Regions from separate parts of the Zea mays genome. Here region 1 is linked to region 2. A link is a contact called in public Hi-C data. All regions are on one chromosome and are shown on one strand. Each heading gives the region's core, a stretch centred on a gene start, on an enhancer-like site or on the middle of the called end of the contact. The rest is flanking DNA. Distances are from core to core; before and after follow the strand shown.

Region 1 (2,700 bases), core at 189-2,688, 170 kb before region 2:
TGGCCGGACAACGCCAGCATCAGTGCTGGGAGGCGGGAGGAGGCGCTAGCTGACATGTGCGTGGTTCGGCTGCAGTTGGGAGGTTAATCCTGTTGCCGGCTAACAGTTTTCGTGACAAAAAGCATGGAGTGCGTGATGATAGACGAAGATACGCTAGATTAGATAATAATCTATCTCAGCTCATCTTATAGCCAAGCCAAACCTGCAGGGGGATCGGAGAACTAACCTTCGAGAGCGCGCGCAGCGGGGGGTGCGGATTGTTATAAAACAACAATAAAAAATGCACAAATACGAAGAACAGAAAGTATTCCGTAGAGAGACTCCGTAAAGGGACTGATGCTCAAGGCATAAGTAGCTCCATTCATACGAGACATCTCGTGTGTATATTCGATGTAGCCGTATAGAGTCGATGCAGTCTCTCGAACGGTCGTCATAAGACGAATAGCAGCACACGTCGCCTAGGGAAGACGACGAAGAGCAGGATGTAGATGAGGCGCTGCTGTGTCGAACGGATCACACGAGCAGTCGCGAGTACGGTCCCCAAAAATATGATATCGTCCGCACACTCGCACAAGTGTATATCTGGAGACGGCGATTTCGGAGATCTGCTCTCCCACTTTCTCTGTGCTTGGGCATGGCCACGGCCTCGGCCCGACCGGTGACGCGGGCGCGCGCATGCGACAATGCTTCGTCCTTTTTTCTCAACTTCTTAATAGATGTACTAACGGTCCACCTATCTAAATTGATTGATTTGTTTCTTGAAATTCTAATATAATGTTAAATTATTAGTGCACCGTAGCATTAAAATGAGTCATTAACAATGAATGTTATTAAATATTAATTAAGCTAAGCCCACCTTAATCCAACACGGGTGACAGTCCGCCGTGGTGGTCGTCGGAGAGCCTCATGCATATGGCGTCGTCGTCAAGTCCTAACCACAGATCTTCCCCGCGCTGGTGCTGGCAGCGTACGAACCATGCGAGTAACAGCCTGCTGGCGTCCAAATAATGACCCTCTTTATTTTTTTTTTGTGGGCACCAAGGTGAGGTCTCCTTGGGAAGAAGTTTCCATGGCACTGGCATGGCATGGATCCCCGTCCTCAAAGATTCCATGGGCAGGACCGCAGGATGATCAAAAAATATCTTCCACGTCTGTCCTTGTTGCTTGGTTTGGTTTGGCCCCCATCCTATCCAGAGCAGAGAAAGAGCAACAATTACCGACTGCAGAGATCGACTGATCGAGAAAGCGTTTACAGTCACAATTACCAACTGCCAGGACAAATGCAGTACGACTACAGGAGGAGATGTAAAAAAAAGATGTTCTTGTAATCTCCAACCAAGGATGCAGACATGTCATGGAAGTAAACGGAGGGCCTAGCCATAAAACGGCTTTGCTTTTATTCCAAAGTCCAATACAAGTCTTTGGGTAATTGGGCACAGAAGAGGAGACAGAGAGACGGAGAGGGGAGACCCGGTCACTGCCAATGCCAAGAACAAGAAACCAGAGAGGACAGTCGTCAATCCAATCCGAGTCTCCTCCAAAAACCCATCAATCTGCAGGAACGAGAGCAGCAGGAGAGCATCCTAGGAAAAAAGTTAGGACCAACTGACCGAGCAAAAAAGGTAGCATCTCTGTATCACCAAGGCACCGCCGATCACAGACCAAATCCCTCCCCCCTCCTCTGGTCCATCCCACACGTAGAGCAGCCGGTATTTCTTCGATCCGTGCTTGCGCTTTTTTTTTCTCTTTGTAAAGATTTCGTTTCCCTCCCTTTTAACTGTTGTCGAGAAGTTTCGACAAGAGTGGTGTGAGTGTTGAAGAGCTCCTCAACATGATGGATCCGGCCTTGCTTGACGACGTCATACGCCGGCTGCTGGAGGTGAAGAATCTCAAGCCTGGGAAGAACGCGCAGTTGTCGGAGTCGGAGATCAAGCAGCTCTGCGCTGCCGCCAAGGAGATCTTCCTGCACCAGCCCAACCTGCTGGAGCTCGAGGCGCCCATCAAAATCTGCGGTATTTGCCCCCCTTCTCCCGTGGCTCCTGAGCAGTTTCTTCGTGCCGCTAGCACCCAAGACGACGTATTGGGGAGGTCAACGGGGTGTCGCGCCGTTTGGTCTTTGCCTTTTGGGGGTCTTGCTCATGTCCTAAACCCGATCTTCAAGAACCGGTTGAGGGCTGGAATATGGGTGTGCATATGTTGGTTGCTGTTTCCCGTTTGTAGTGATTATCAGGCATACTTGGAATAGAGACCCTCTGATTGTATTTGCCGAAAGGAAGCCACTATTTTTTTTTATCATCGATCGGATGGTCCTATTATATATTTTGCGTGTATCCTCAACTACTGATGCTAACTCTTGAGGTATCAATGCTAAATGATCACTGCACTTGTATGATGAGATGCAATATCAAGATCACATTTTGTCAGAATGTTGAAGTGAACAACAAAGATTCCCATAACCATGCATCCTATGAGAAACGAAAGCAGTATACTTGAAATGAAAGTTCACTAAGCATATTATGTAAACTGGATGATTATCATCACTGTCTCGCACTAAAGTCTTGAATGCTTGGTTGTTCGTATGTCTCGCTGATAAAAATGCACGCAAGATAACAATTGACAGTGTTATATTGCTGAGAAAACACATCTACTTTATCCGCTTATATGTTTTCATGCTGTGGCATTATTGTATTTGATGAACTC
Region 2 (2,700 bases), core at 20-2,519:
AAGCTCTTGCGCCGTGATCCATGGCCACTGACATCTGACAAGCCGATGAGCCCATCAGCGCCTCTCCCGAGCCACTCCGACGACTGCTGCCGTGCGAGCCCATTCCTTTCACCCCTCCCCACTCTATGATTCAGCAGCGCCTTCTCTCCATGCGCCCCTGGCTGCACCGAGAACAGCGAGTTTCCACTCCCGACCTCCGAAGGCCTCCTCCTATCCCCGATACCTCCAGACACAGCCTGGAACCGCTGCGCCGCACGCCAGTCCTCTTTGGAGACCATTGGTGGCGGAAGCCTTGGGTTGAGGTGCTCATTAGAATAGTAGTACGACAGATATGCCGGGTGTGACCTTATCTCCTCCTCAGTGAGCATGTCAACACCAGCATCAGTCCCGCCGCCGCCGCCGCCATCACCAAGGCTGTTGGCGTGAAGCTGCGGACCAGGGAAGAGCGCGCCAATGGCTGTGCGAGAGCCCTCGACTGTGGGGGGAGCGCTGCCGCTGCGGAATATGCTGAGGTCGTCCGTGGGGGACGTGTGGTTTTGGTCCATGAGAACTGCCTGCAGGTCACGCTCGAGGTCCTCAAAGGTGGGGCCAGCCACCACCGCTGCCGCTTGAGATGGAGCCATCGCCGTAGCCCTCTGTCTTTGTTTCAACGTGCTTCCTTCCTTCCTGGTTTCCTTCAATCCTAAACCAGTAAGAAGATGGTGATCAGTACCGCCTCTGCCCCCACCCCCCCCCCCCCCCCCCCCCCAAAAAAAAAAACTTGTATAGAGTGGAGTTGTAATCCGAAGGTATGCATGAAAATTGAACTGGAAGAATGATCGATGCATCTTTATGAGAAATCATGATTACAGACCACATGAAATCGTTTGAATACCAGGTTCATCCGTTAATTCTATTAAAAAGAACCGGGATTACAAGTCCCGCCTTTAAGAAAAGGGAAGTACAGGGAGCTGGCGCATCAAGTTACCTCGGACAGAAGAAACAGACCAAACCAAAACACTAAGCCACTGGAAACCTAGCTTGCAGGAGACTCCGTAGCAGCGGCATCAAACGGGCAGCCGAGCCTGACCGAGCACCTCCAGTCCACTACGGAGCTGCCGGCCGCGGTCCCATCCGTGGATTCCGATCGAGGATTTATTTAGGGTTTTGGGGGATTTTCCGGAGGGAGGGCTGGGGCGGCTGCTGCGGCCGGAGCGGGGCGAGGTGAGGTGAGGCGGCAGGCGAGAGCGAGACGAGGTGAGGCGAATGGGAAAGGAAGGGAGCGGAGGCGGAGGCGGAAAGCGACGTGGGGCCTTTTCTTCCTGGAGACCGGTAGCCCGCCTCCCCAACTGCTCCAGCCAGCCGTCCGGTCCCTCCCCCAGCGCGAATCTCAAAGCGCCGCCTTGCGCTTGTGGTACTCTTTCGGATGAGTCGTCGTAATAAAGGCAGATGAGGTGTATGACGCAGCAGTACGCATCTCGGAAAACCCAGCGTCAATTTTAGAAATCGATAAAATCTTTTAAAAATCATTCCTTTCCTTTTTTCCGCTGGAAAAAAACGATGGTTTAATCTCCCTCTCCCTGTTCTGTTTCTTGTCCAAAAACGAGTGCGTTGCAATTGGTAGTGTTGTGTCGTTTTCCTTCCTTTGTCCGAGCTGTGGCTGACAGGTGGGTCCATTGAAAAAAAATCCATGTCTATCCCTGCTGCTACTCCGATTGACGAGCAAGTCAAAACGAGGATGAGGATTACGACAATAATAATGATATAATATCTGAGGGAGCTTGACCTAATAAGCGACTTTGCATAGTGCGTTGTGATGATAAAATACTAGTAACGCCCAACACAAGAAAGTGGCGAGGAACTGCGATGGTGTTAAGAAAACACGGCGCAAGAAAAGGCACTTGTCATTGCTTGTGGTTGAGAAGAAAAAAGAAGATATATATTCTTATCATCTCGGGCAGGCAGACACCTGCTCCAATCTAAATTATAATACGTTTCAGTTTTTTTAAAATGTATTGTTTTTTATTATGTATCTATACATAGTGTATATCTGAAGTTCTAAACATAGTGGATCTAAAAAGGCCAGAATGTTATTTAGATAGGAGTGAGAACATAGTATATGCAGGAGCAAACCAAGAAAAACAGGGAAACCTGCTGCCACTTTCCCAGCTGGCTACAATTTGTCTCTTGAGAATTCAAGAAGCAAGCTACAAGACAAGCTAGTGTTTGTAAACAAGACCAGTGTTATTTTGACAACCCTAAAGCAGAGATTGTACTCGCTATGCTAATCTTCATATCCATGAACAGTGCTACCATCCAGATCCAGTGGCTAATGGCAAGGCCAGTCAGTACACCGGCAATAAGTCCTGCCGTGCTGTGCTGGATTATTGCTCATACAGCAGCAAGTTCCAGTTTTAATACACACACATGGATACATCAAGGACATCGCAGATGACTGGTAGCCCAATTCCTTCATTTTCCTGATCGCGACACCAGGGAGAGAGTTCATATATGGAAGACGAACCGGCGATTTTTCAAAACCTCTGATCATGGATGGTTCCTAATATATGCAAGACGACCAAACACCTGGCCCAGACGCCCAGTCTAGGACTATGAGCAAGCGGCAATACTGAGGTCGCTGCGCTAAAAGGACACGCCGGATCATTCCTCCTGCTCGATCATCCTCCGGACGTCATCGATCACCAGCCAAGACTTGTGCCC

What was found. Hi-C and Micro-C count contacts between places; a contact is called where the count stands out from the background.
Region 1: a contact with region 2 is called in a Hi-C map of leaf mesophyll, with 1.8 times the contacts expected there. The contact joins the promoter of LOC100283013 here to the promoter of LOC103627898 in region 2. A contact is called at or near these places in 4 of 25 Hi-C or Micro-C datasets (ear, leaf and leaf mesophyll).

The regions. Positions count from the first base shown.
Region 1 is chr5:224,492,847-224,495,546 of Zm-B73-REFERENCE-NAM-5.0, reverse strand. It overlaps LOC100283013, which reads left to right and starts at 1,438. Exons shown (of 5, transcript NM_001371891.1): 1 at 1,438-1,709; 2 at 1,804-2,012. The coding sequence starts at 1,832.
Region 2 is chr5:224,323,749-224,326,448 of Zm-B73-REFERENCE-NAM-5.0, reverse strand. LOC103627898 (pumilio homolog 1) reads right to left here and starts at 1,269. Exons shown (of 11, transcript NM_001358704.1): 1 at 968-1,269; 2 at 1-682. The coding sequence starts at 623. LOC100193002 reads right to left here. Exons shown (of 5, transcript NM_001366986.1): 5 at 2,132-2,700. The coding sequence ends at 2,641.